Regions from separate parts of the Anas platyrhynchos genome. Here region 2 is linked to region 1. A link is a contact called in public Hi-C data. All regions are on one chromosome and are shown on one strand. Each heading gives the region's core, a stretch centred on a gene start, on an enhancer-like site or on the middle of the called end of the contact. The rest is flanking DNA. Distances are from core to core; before and after follow the strand shown.

Evidence for each region. A called contact is a pair of places that touch in the nucleus more often than the background predicts.
Region 2: a contact with region 1 is called in a Hi-C map of skeletal muscle, with 4 times the contacts expected there. The contact joins the enhancer-like site here to the promoter of CD40 in region 1. A contact is called at or near these places in 4 of 8 Hi-C or Micro-C datasets (F5 follicle, liver, skeletal muscle and 1 more).

Annotation. Positions count from the first base shown.
Region 1 is chr21:18,345,966-18,350,805 of IASCAAS_PekinDuck_T2T, forward strand. CD40 (CD40 molecule) reads left to right here and starts at 2,041. Exons shown (of 9, transcript XM_027442951.3): 1 at 2,041-2,208; 2 at 3,815-3,896; 3 at 4,469-4,594; 4 at 4,697-4,840. The coding sequence starts at 2,161. It overlaps NCOA5 (nuclear receptor coactivator 5), which reads right to left and starts at 230. Exons shown (of 8, transcript XM_027442949.3): 1 at 45-230.
Region 2 is chr21:18,452,760-18,457,599 of IASCAAS_PekinDuck_T2T, forward strand. All of the region lies in intron 9 of SLC35C2 (solute carrier family 35 member C2), which reads right to left. Among named protein-coding and RNA genes, the nearest start is that of CDH22, 20 kb to the left of the region's middle. Within about 2 kb of position 2,907, at least 1 of the 8 cell types and tissues checked has an H3K27ac peak or open chromatin away from gene starts, as enhancers often do.

The DNA of each region.
Region 1 (4,840 bases), core at 791-3,290:
GCGCCCCCCGGCGCTGCGGGGCCGCCGCCCGGCCGCGCACTCACCGCCGCGCCGGGCCCGCGCCGCCTCAGGCCGCCGCCCGCCAGGACAAAGGCGCCAACCGCCGCTGCCGCACGGCGCCGTCGCAAAGCGCGCCCAGGGCCCGGCCGGAAGGGCGCCGCCTCGCGCTTTACGGCACGGGGCCCGCCGCCATCTTCCGCGCGGGGCCCCGCCTCCCGCCCCGCCCGGCTCCCGGCACGCGCCGCGGCCGCCCCGCGAGGCACGCCGGGAGTTGTAGTCCGGCGGGGCGCGGCCCGGGAGTGCCGCGGGGGGGCGCCGGCAGGGCGGCGGCGGGCACGACCCCGGCCCCGACCCCGACCCCGGCCCCGGCCCCGGCCCCTCGGGCCGGGCGCGGGGCGACGCCGCGCTGAGGGCTCCCTGCGGGGACCGCCCGCCCCCCTCCGCCGCCCCGCCGGGCCCTGTGGCGAGCGGCAGCGCCCGGTGCCCCGGCCCGGCCGCCTCGGCCCTGCGCCCCCGGCAGCCCCCAGCCCGCCCCGAGGCCTCCCCGGGCCGGAGCGCGGCGCGGCCCGACCCCGGTGCCCCGCGACCCCCCGCGGCCGGGGGCTGCCGCCGGGGCCGTGTCCCCGCCGGCTCGGGCAGGGGGCACCGGGGCCGCCCGCAGCCCGCGGCCTGTCCTGGCGCGCTCAGGGCTTCGCGGGGACTTCCCGGGCGAGCGCTGGGCCCAGAAATCCCCTCCCGCGCCGTTGCCGCTCAGCGTCTGCTCTCAGGGCTCCCCTGGGACCCCTCGTGCCCTCAAGCGGATCGCTTTTGGGAAATGACGGCAGGGGGGAATCCAGAGCACGCGGCCCCGCAGCTGTCCCGGCACACAGCCCCCCGCCGGGCAGCAGGAGCCCCGAGGGGCTGCGGGTGGGCAGCGGCACAGCGGGCACCGCTGGCTCACGGGGCACCGGCAACTGCCCGTGGGGAGCAGCGGCACCGGGGCAGCCTGAGCCCTGCTGCACGCGCAGCCGGTGCTGGACGGGCTCCCAGCTGGGGCAGGGGTGACGTGGCCGTGGCTGGGTGGGTGGCACTGCTGCAGGAGGGGACGGGGCAGCAGTGCCGTTGTGTGAGCGGGGTGCAGGGGGACGCTGGAAGCCCCCCTTCCTCCCAGGCACGCACCACAGGCTGGATCCAGGGAAATCTCCCGAGAGCAGAGGAGCCTGGAACTTCCCCGGGGATTGCTCTGGGGACCCCAGGGAAATGCAGCCGAGGCCGCAGGCAGCCAGCGGCACAGCTGGGCCCTGCAGGCCTTCTGCCTCTTCCCCTTTCTGGCTGACGTATTTCTGGGGACTCCGCACAGACACCAGAGTTTGGGGGAACAGTAAGGGGCTCTCCAGGGCCACTACTCTGAACTGTCTTTCCTTGGGAAAACGAAGTGAAACCTTGAACTTCTGTGTCAGAAATGAGCTAACTGCGGCCAGCACAGACTCCCCTGGCCATGGCCCACAGCCGAGTCCTGCCCATGGCCTGCACCCCGTCTGCCCAGGAAGGCGCAGCCCAGGCAGCAGCTGGAGGCTGGCAGGGAGCTGCCGAGGAGCAGGTTCCCTCCAGCTGCAGCGTGACGCTCGCCTGGAGCCGTGCAGTGACACCGAGCTCCAGCTGCTCCACCGGGACCCCGGGCAGGGCCGGGTGCCGTGGCGGGGCAGAGCCGCCGGCCGGGCTCCGGTGTGTCCGCACCGCGGTGCCCCGCGCTGCCCCAGCTGCCCCCGGCCCGCCCCGCCTCGTAGCCCGGGCACCGGGCACGGCCGCCCCGGGACCGCGGGGCTGGAGCCCGTAGGGCCCGCAGTGTGGTGCCGGGGGGCTTCTGCCGGGCCCCCGGCCCCGTCCCCGCAGCCGCCCCCGCACGGCGCTGCCCTCGGCCCCGCGCTGCCCACGCTCCGCGGCCCGGGGAAGTCCCCGGGGGCGCGGGGAGCCGGCGGCGGGAGCCCGGTGACTGCAGGATGGGCGGCCCCTGCGGCCCCTTCCTGGGCGGAAACGGGCCGAGGCGTTATTACGGGCTGCCCCGCCGCCCGCGACGGGACGGGACGGGGCGGCACAGGACGGCGCGGGACGGGACGGGACGGGACGGGACGGGACGGCACAGCACAGCACGGCTCGGCTCGGCTCGGCTCGGCTCGGGCCATGGGGCGGCGCGGGCTGCTGGGGCTGCTGTGCGCGCTGCTGCTGGCTGTAAGTGCGGCGCCCCGCGGGGCCGGGGAGCGGGGCCGGGGCCGGGGCGGTCGCTGCAGCAGGGCGGGCAGCAGGGCGGGCAGCGGGGTCCCCGCGGTGCCCGGCGGCGGCGGGGCTCTCCGGGGGGCAGCGCCCGGGGCCGTCCGGCCGCTCCGCTCCCCCCTGCGCCGCTCCGGTCCCGCCGATCGCGGCCGGGCCCCGCGGCGGCGCTGCCGCCCCGACGGGAGCGGGCCCGGGGCCATCGCCCAGCCCCGTGCCGGGAAGGCTGCGGGGGAGAGACCCTGGCCGGGCGCCCCGGGCCTGGCTGCCGAGCGCGGAGCTTCGCCGTTCCTCATTCCTGCGGCTGGGAATTCCCCCCGGGGCTCGGCTTTATCCGCGCCTCCCCGCCGCACTTCGCCTCCCCTCGCCCCGGGACCCCCGTCGCCGGTGTCTGGAGCGCGGCCGTGAATTTGGGGAGGGGGAGAGGGCAGCGCAGGGCAGGGCAGGGCAGGGCAGGGCAGGGCAGGGCAGGTCCCCCCGCGGACCGCCCCGGCTCAGCTCCGCTCTGTGCCGGAGGGGCTGGGGCAGAGCTGAGCACCGCTGGGCCGGGGGCTGCAGCCCGGCCGGGGGGCTCCGGGCGCGGGGTCTCGAGGGCTCGGAGCACGGAACGGGCCCCGGGGGGCTGGGCGGTGTGAGCAGGGGCAGGGCCGGGAGCCCGAGCACCTCTTTCAGTTCCCTTTCCTGCCCGAAGTCACAAACGCACGGTGACAGGGGCAGTTCCCTCTGCAGCCTCAGGTTTCCCACACCGGAGCCCCGCTGCCCCCGGCCCCGCTGCCCCTCGGGCAGAGCAGCGCCGTGGCACCAGGGCTGCCCGCGGGACCCCGCGGGGGTCTGCAGAGCATGGAGCTGCTGCGGGCCTGGCCCCCAGCCCTCCCTCACTACGAGTCCTCGCAGCCTTCTTGCTCCAGGGCCCTGCTGGGCTTCCCTCCCTGTCCCCGGGCCTGGCAGACTCACCAGGAGCAGCCAGTGCCAGAGATGCGCAGTGCTGGGCTCGCGAGGGACAATGCCACGGGTGTCCTCCTGCCTGGCTTGAGATCCGAGCCCCCGGGACAAGGACAGCTCCCTGCTCCCTTCCCACCCTGCCCTGAGCAAGCAGTCCCCCTGCTAGGGGGGACCAAGGGGGGATGGTGGGCGGCTGCGCAGAGCTGACCTGCCTGCCTGGGGCCTGCTGCCCCCCGGGGCTGGTGCATTGGCCTCGGAAGGGGCTGGCCGTGCTCTGCTGGGTCGGGGGTCGCCGTTGATGCTGCTCCCCCTGGGCAGTGCTGCAGCGCTGTGGGCAGTGGCAGGGGCCCAAGGTGATGTGCAGCCTGGTAGAAAATCTGAGGAAACATGGGGCCACCCTGCCAGAGCTGCTTCCATCCCACTTCAAAGCGAGCACTGGTAGCACCAGGCAGCGCGGGCGGCTCTGCTGCGGTCTGTGGTTAGTGCAGGCATGGGAAGCGTGGTGCAGGGAAGACCTCACCTCGGGGCGTGGGTGAGCACATGAGGTGGCACGCGCGTGCCAGCAGCTGTGGCCGTGCAGGAGCGTGGCGGAGCAGTGTCATTTCACAAACCTCATCTCTTCCAGTGCTGGGGTCCTGGTGACGCCGTGAGATGCTCTGATAAGCAGTACGAGCACAAGGGCAAGTGCTGCAACCGCTGTCAGCCAGGTACGGAGACGCCTTCCCCTTCCCGGGCCCCTGAGGCCCAGCTGTGCCAGAGCCAACGGCACGGCCACGGCCAGAGCCAGCCCCGCTTGCTGCGAGTGAGCCCCCCCTGCCAGCAGTGCCCACAGGCTCACCTCGCGCTGTCACCTAGTGCTGGAGCAGCTGGGGACCTCGTGGGTGCCCTGAGACCCCCCGCACCTCACCAAGTCTGCAGGGGCTCCCTTGCACAGTCTGAGCTCCTGCAGCCGCAGGATCCCATGGCACAGGCAGCTTGCAGGGACAGCTGCTCCCGCTGGCATGGCCAGATTGGCTCCCAGTCCCTGGCGTGCTGGAGGCAGTGAACGCCTGCCCCACTCTCCCGCTGCAGCCCCCAGCACCTCCTGCCCAGCCCTGTGCTGGCCCCTGCAGCCCTGGCTGCCGGAGCAGCATCCAGCAACTGAACAAATGTGCCGCAGCAGCCCTGGCATCCACAGCCTCCGGCGCTGCTGCATCCTGCTGGCAGAGCTGCTGCATGCAGGGGGAAGGCTCCCTTGCCCCTGCCTCCCAGCACTTACCTGCCCCTACCACACTTGCAGGGGAAAAGCTGGTCTCTGAATGCAATGCCACAGAAGACTCTGTCTGCGTCCGCTGTGAGAGCGGACACTATCAGCAGAGCTGGACCAAGGAGCGGCACTGCACCCCCCACGACATCTGTGAAGAATGTAAGTGCTCTGTGCTCACGCTGGCCCCAGCATCTGGGGCCATGGGGGCTGGTGTCTGCCTGGGCTCACCTGTCCGGTGCCTCACCTTGCCGCTTTGCCCAGACACTGGCCTCATTGTGAAGACGCAGGGAAACGCGACGCACAACACGGTGTGCCAGTGCCGGGCCGGCATGCACTGCTCAGACACCAGCTGCCAGACCTGCGTGGAGAACCAGCCCTGCAAGCAGGGCTTTGGGTTTGTGTCAG
Region 2 (4,840 bases), core at 1,657-4,156, 110 kb after region 1:
TTCCATAAATGCTCACCTGTGGTTGCTACCCCACTTGAGAATGGTTCAGTGCTTGCATTTCACTTCACACCTTGATCACTTTGTGGTACCAAGGAAGGAAGCAGCATTGTCTGCCAGCACAGCATCCAGGACTAGGCAGCATTAACCATGATGTCAGACTTCACAACACCAGATCCAGCTCATAAACTTTTGTCTGCCTTTGCTAAACCCTTGCCAAGTCCTGGGCAAGGCAAAGAAAGGCTTCGTCTACTCCTGCAGGGTCAGCCACAAGTCCCTGGTGGCTCCCAGTTGCAGCCCTAGTGCAGGAGGTGTTTGTGGCTTGCCTACAGCACATCCAGCTGACCCAAGTACCAGCATCAATGCCATCCGTACCTGCCATAAGGGCTGTTTATGCCTTGCACAGCCCCCAGAAACTATGCCAGATCAAACCTGCCCAAAGGTTTACCTGATCCAAACTCAGGTGGCGACACGGAGGGGAGAGATTTGGGGACGGCACGGTCACTTCCCAGCCTCAGCAAACCTAGCTGAGCCATTGTCCAGTGGAGGATCCTGCTCCTAATCTCGTCTCTCGCAGCACCTTTCAAATTAATTCGTTAATTGGTGTGTCAGGCTGTGCATATGAAAGGAGGATGCATGGCTCCCTCTGCCGGCACGCGGCGCCCCGCGCCCTCCCTTCCCCAAAAGCCGAGGAAGCGCCGGCCCGGGCCCCGATCGCCTCCAGCCACCGGCCCGGCAGCGCCTCGGGGGTCCCAGCCGCGGCTCCGGGAAGGCTCCGGCTCCCTGCCTTCGGGCTGTGCTACTGGAGCTGGACTTCTGTCCTGGAAACAGCGTGCACCAGGGGAGCAGCCGAGGAGGGCCCCTGCAAAGGGGCGTTCAGCTGACTTGTAGAAGTTTGAGCAGGGACGGAACTTCCTAAGGGCTCTGCTGATGCTCAGCTATTCCTACCTGCCTGCTATCAAAAGGTTCTGCCATATTTCACAAGTGTGAAGCTGGCCAACCTCTGAGAGTTGGCAACATCTAGCTCCTGAAGGAACCACTAACCTGTATGTCCTTGACTTCCAGACTCCAGCAATGGGAGAGAAGCCCTCTCCCACACACACAGCAGTCACCGATAGCCGTGCGTCTTTCCAAGACCATCACAAGGGGGAAGAGAAAGTATTGTCACACTTCAAAAAAGGAATAGTAAAAATCCAAAAGAATCCAAAGCCAAGGGTAACGCTAGAGTTTGGTTGCTGAGGATGACGGGGTGGTAGTGACCTGTATCAGAATATAAATCTAATTTGCTCACACATGCCCAACTCAAAGCGTGCCTCTCTAAAAAGGACAACAAGGTGCTGAGAGGAGGAGGTGCTCAGTTTAGGAGCCACCTTTAATGACAAGGATTACTGGAGAAACAGCATTTTGGGGATTTCAGATTCCAGGAAGCAGATGCAGCATGAGCAGAGGGAGATAATCCCAGTGTGACAGAGATGCAAGGAAGTAGGACCAGGAAAGGCTGCGCAGCAACCCCAGGCACACAGAAACCACGTGTTGGACCCTGTGAATCCCCATCACAGGGAAACCCCCCCCATAACCATACCCATAGCCAAAAGAAGTGGACAGAACAAGGGCCTGGCCCAGGACTCCCAGCACCTTTTCTGTCCTGTGATGGTTAGGCCATGAGGGTTTCTATGACTCTGGCGCAGCCAAACCCTCAGCTGTCCCTTCCAGACCCTGGCCAATGTGGTGACTCAGTCCCAAAGGAGATGTCTCAGGAGCCTGCTGCCCCCAAACCTGCCAACTGATAGCAAGAGCCTCTGCCCTGCTCACAGCCCACCAGCAACCTGCCAGCAAGCAGGCAGCCAGGGGAATCCAGGCTCTTCTGGGAAGGCAGAAGGGAGGCACTGAGGGGACAGGAGGGAACAGACACAGGATACTTCTCCCCCACAAAAAACCTAACTGCAGGACTTTGCAGGTGGGCACAGGGACCTCAGAGCTCGCATCAGCTGGGGCCTGCCTGTGCCCAGCTCCTGAAAGCAAAGCCACAAGGAAGGGCAGCAGGGGACAAGAAAGGACTGGGGACAGATAGGGCTCCCACAGAAGCCATGCTGAGCTCCCAGGTGCTGCAGCACAGAGCACCACAGGTCAGGGCTTTCCCTGTTGCCCATCACATAGGGGAAGGGCCACATCCTGTGAGGTGGCAGGTGCAGTTGGCCAGGCAGAATGAGCCTCTCCTGCTGTGCTGAGACCAGGACTGTATCACACATTCCTGCTCTAACTCAGTCTTGCAGTCAAAATCTCAAGGAAATGGTAGTTTTCTAAAGCAGTGTTTAAATCCTATACTTGCTCATGCAGCTGCTATTTCCAAATGTCCCACATCCTCGACTTGCAGGGTATATATACCTTTCCATTTCCATGCACACACCACTGTGTATCTGTGCCCCTTTTTGTGCATGGGCTTCTGCTAAAAGGAGTTTGCTGCTTTTGAGACTCTCTATTTATTGCCCAGGATGTTTCTATGGAGACTCCCATCATTGGCTGCAAAAGGCTTCTGGCCATCAGCAGCTTCAGGTGAGGGCCTCAAGCTTCACATCACCTCGGTTGTTATTGCTATCAGCTACAGCTAGTTAGGAAAAAATTAACAAAACCTCACCTGATGTAGCAATGGTGAGTGATGTAATGTTGTGAGTAAAGAGGAGTGGTCCTGCATTTGTTTTCCTTCATTGTTCTCTGGAGTACTGTAGCAGGGAAGAGCAGAAAAGAGGGATAGGGGTGTCTGGACAAAAGGGAGCTGGACAAACAGTTCTGCTTTTGTGATTCCTTGAAGTATTTCCTAGTCAGCAAGTTTTGCACAACTGCTGTAGCCTTGGAGCACAGGGCCACTTCACCCTGTACAATGGCTGGCCCTGGCACACTGCTCCCCAAGCCAGGGCCAGCATGTTCTCAGTTCTGTTCAGTGAGCACCTGGCTAAATGCTTCTACAGAGCAGCCGCAGACTTGTGGCTGTTGCTGACAAGCACCAGGCCCAGCATCACCTCCATCGTACCCACAGCTTCCTTCCATTATCAGCCAGTCAGTGCCAGATTCAGCATGGGGGACAGGCAAGGCTGTTCCCCATATGTACAGCAGACCCTGCACACAACAGTTTGACAATAGTGCTAATAGGCACTTTGCCCAGAATATCAGTCCTGCAGTGTGTGAACTAAACCACAGGTCTCTTACAAGTGATCCCAAATTAGAAGGTGAAGTACAGAGTACAGTCAAAACTAAATGAGCTCTACTGGGCTTATTTTCCTCATCTCCTTGCTGGCACTGCCACAGCCAATGTGAGGGGCAAGAACATGAGTAAAAGCAGGGCAGGATTAAGGGGCACAGCATGCAGAGAGAGAGTGAGGACACAAGGGCAGATTTCTCACAGGCAAAAGAAGCAGGGCAGGACTGTGAATCCAGAGAAGTGCTGTCTCTTTCTGAAAAAATGTCATTAGCTTTAAATGAATCTTATAGCCTTCACTCGTGCTTAGTGAGCTATCCTAAAATCGGGCACCCAGGAGAAAGGAGATTCTTTCTGGAAAGCACCTTGATTTTCAGCACTGCTAGTAGGTTTAGCAGTAGTGATCCAGTCCAAATCTAGCCCTTGGATTGCAGTGCGGATGGACCAGCTTTGGGCAGGCTGCCTTTCCTGTGCAGCCAGGGCTGAGCTATCCCAGTTTCAGGAGGGAAAATGCAGGGGCCACACTTTAGCAGGGTCTGTCCTCCAATTTTTGTTCAAAGAAGCCTTATAAGATCTCTGGTGAAGACTGCCTGACAGCACCAGGGCTGCCTCTCTCCCCATCTGATACCACTGTGCTCACGCACTACCACAGCAGCTCTCCATACTACCATGAGGCAGAGGGGCACCGGCAGAGCAGGCACTCCAAAACCTGAGGTTTGGAGATAAAAGCCGAGCCCAATCCACTGAGGCACAGGCAGCCTCAGACCAACCTTTGCACTCTGAACAGCCTCCTCATGCTCCCACCTTCCAGTAGTGTCACCTGTCCTGGTTTGACTTACATGCACTTCCACAGTTAAAGAGAGAACCTACACCCTCTGCAGGCATCCCAGCCAGCCATGTGGGATTGGCAAAGGCAAATCTTGCTGAAAAAACATCCAGACATTGCACCACAGAACGCACAAAAAAGTGCCATCCAACAGCCCTTCTCCAACAGGATAACACAGAAGTATCTCCTCTCAACCACAGCAGGAAGGAAGGAAAGAAGGAAGGGAGGAAGGGAGGGAGGGAGGGAGGGATGGTAACATCCCTCCTTGTCAGTCACCCTTCTCTGTAATGGACATGCCACGGAATAAAGTGGTGGTAGAGACAAAAGTGATCCCGGGAACAGCAAGGTGCTCTACACCATGTCCACCTACTACCTCAGACAAGGAATCTTCTTGGGGCTCACACCCACCAAATTTCTACATGCAAATTTACAAAAAAGAAGATCATTCAAAATGGGCTGTGCCTCAGGACATATGTGGACTTATCTGCAGAGAAGCATCATTCCTTGTAAACCTAAATACAGTTGCATAACCACATGGTTAAAAGATATTGACACATTCATACATGGTTGTATTCTACATACAAATCCTGCTTAGTGACCTGATGGCAAAAGAAAACAAGCATCACCACACTATTTCTTCTTCAATATGTTTCACTTTAGTCTTCAAATATGGGCTTTCAGAATATAAAAATAATTATTTGAAAATTATGTAATTATATTTCAAAGGAATAATGTCAGATTGAATCCATCTAAAGTTCAGTTTTGTTTCAAAGCTTTTATGAACAATCTAATCCTTCTAATAAAATAAAGTCCATGGGTAGCAA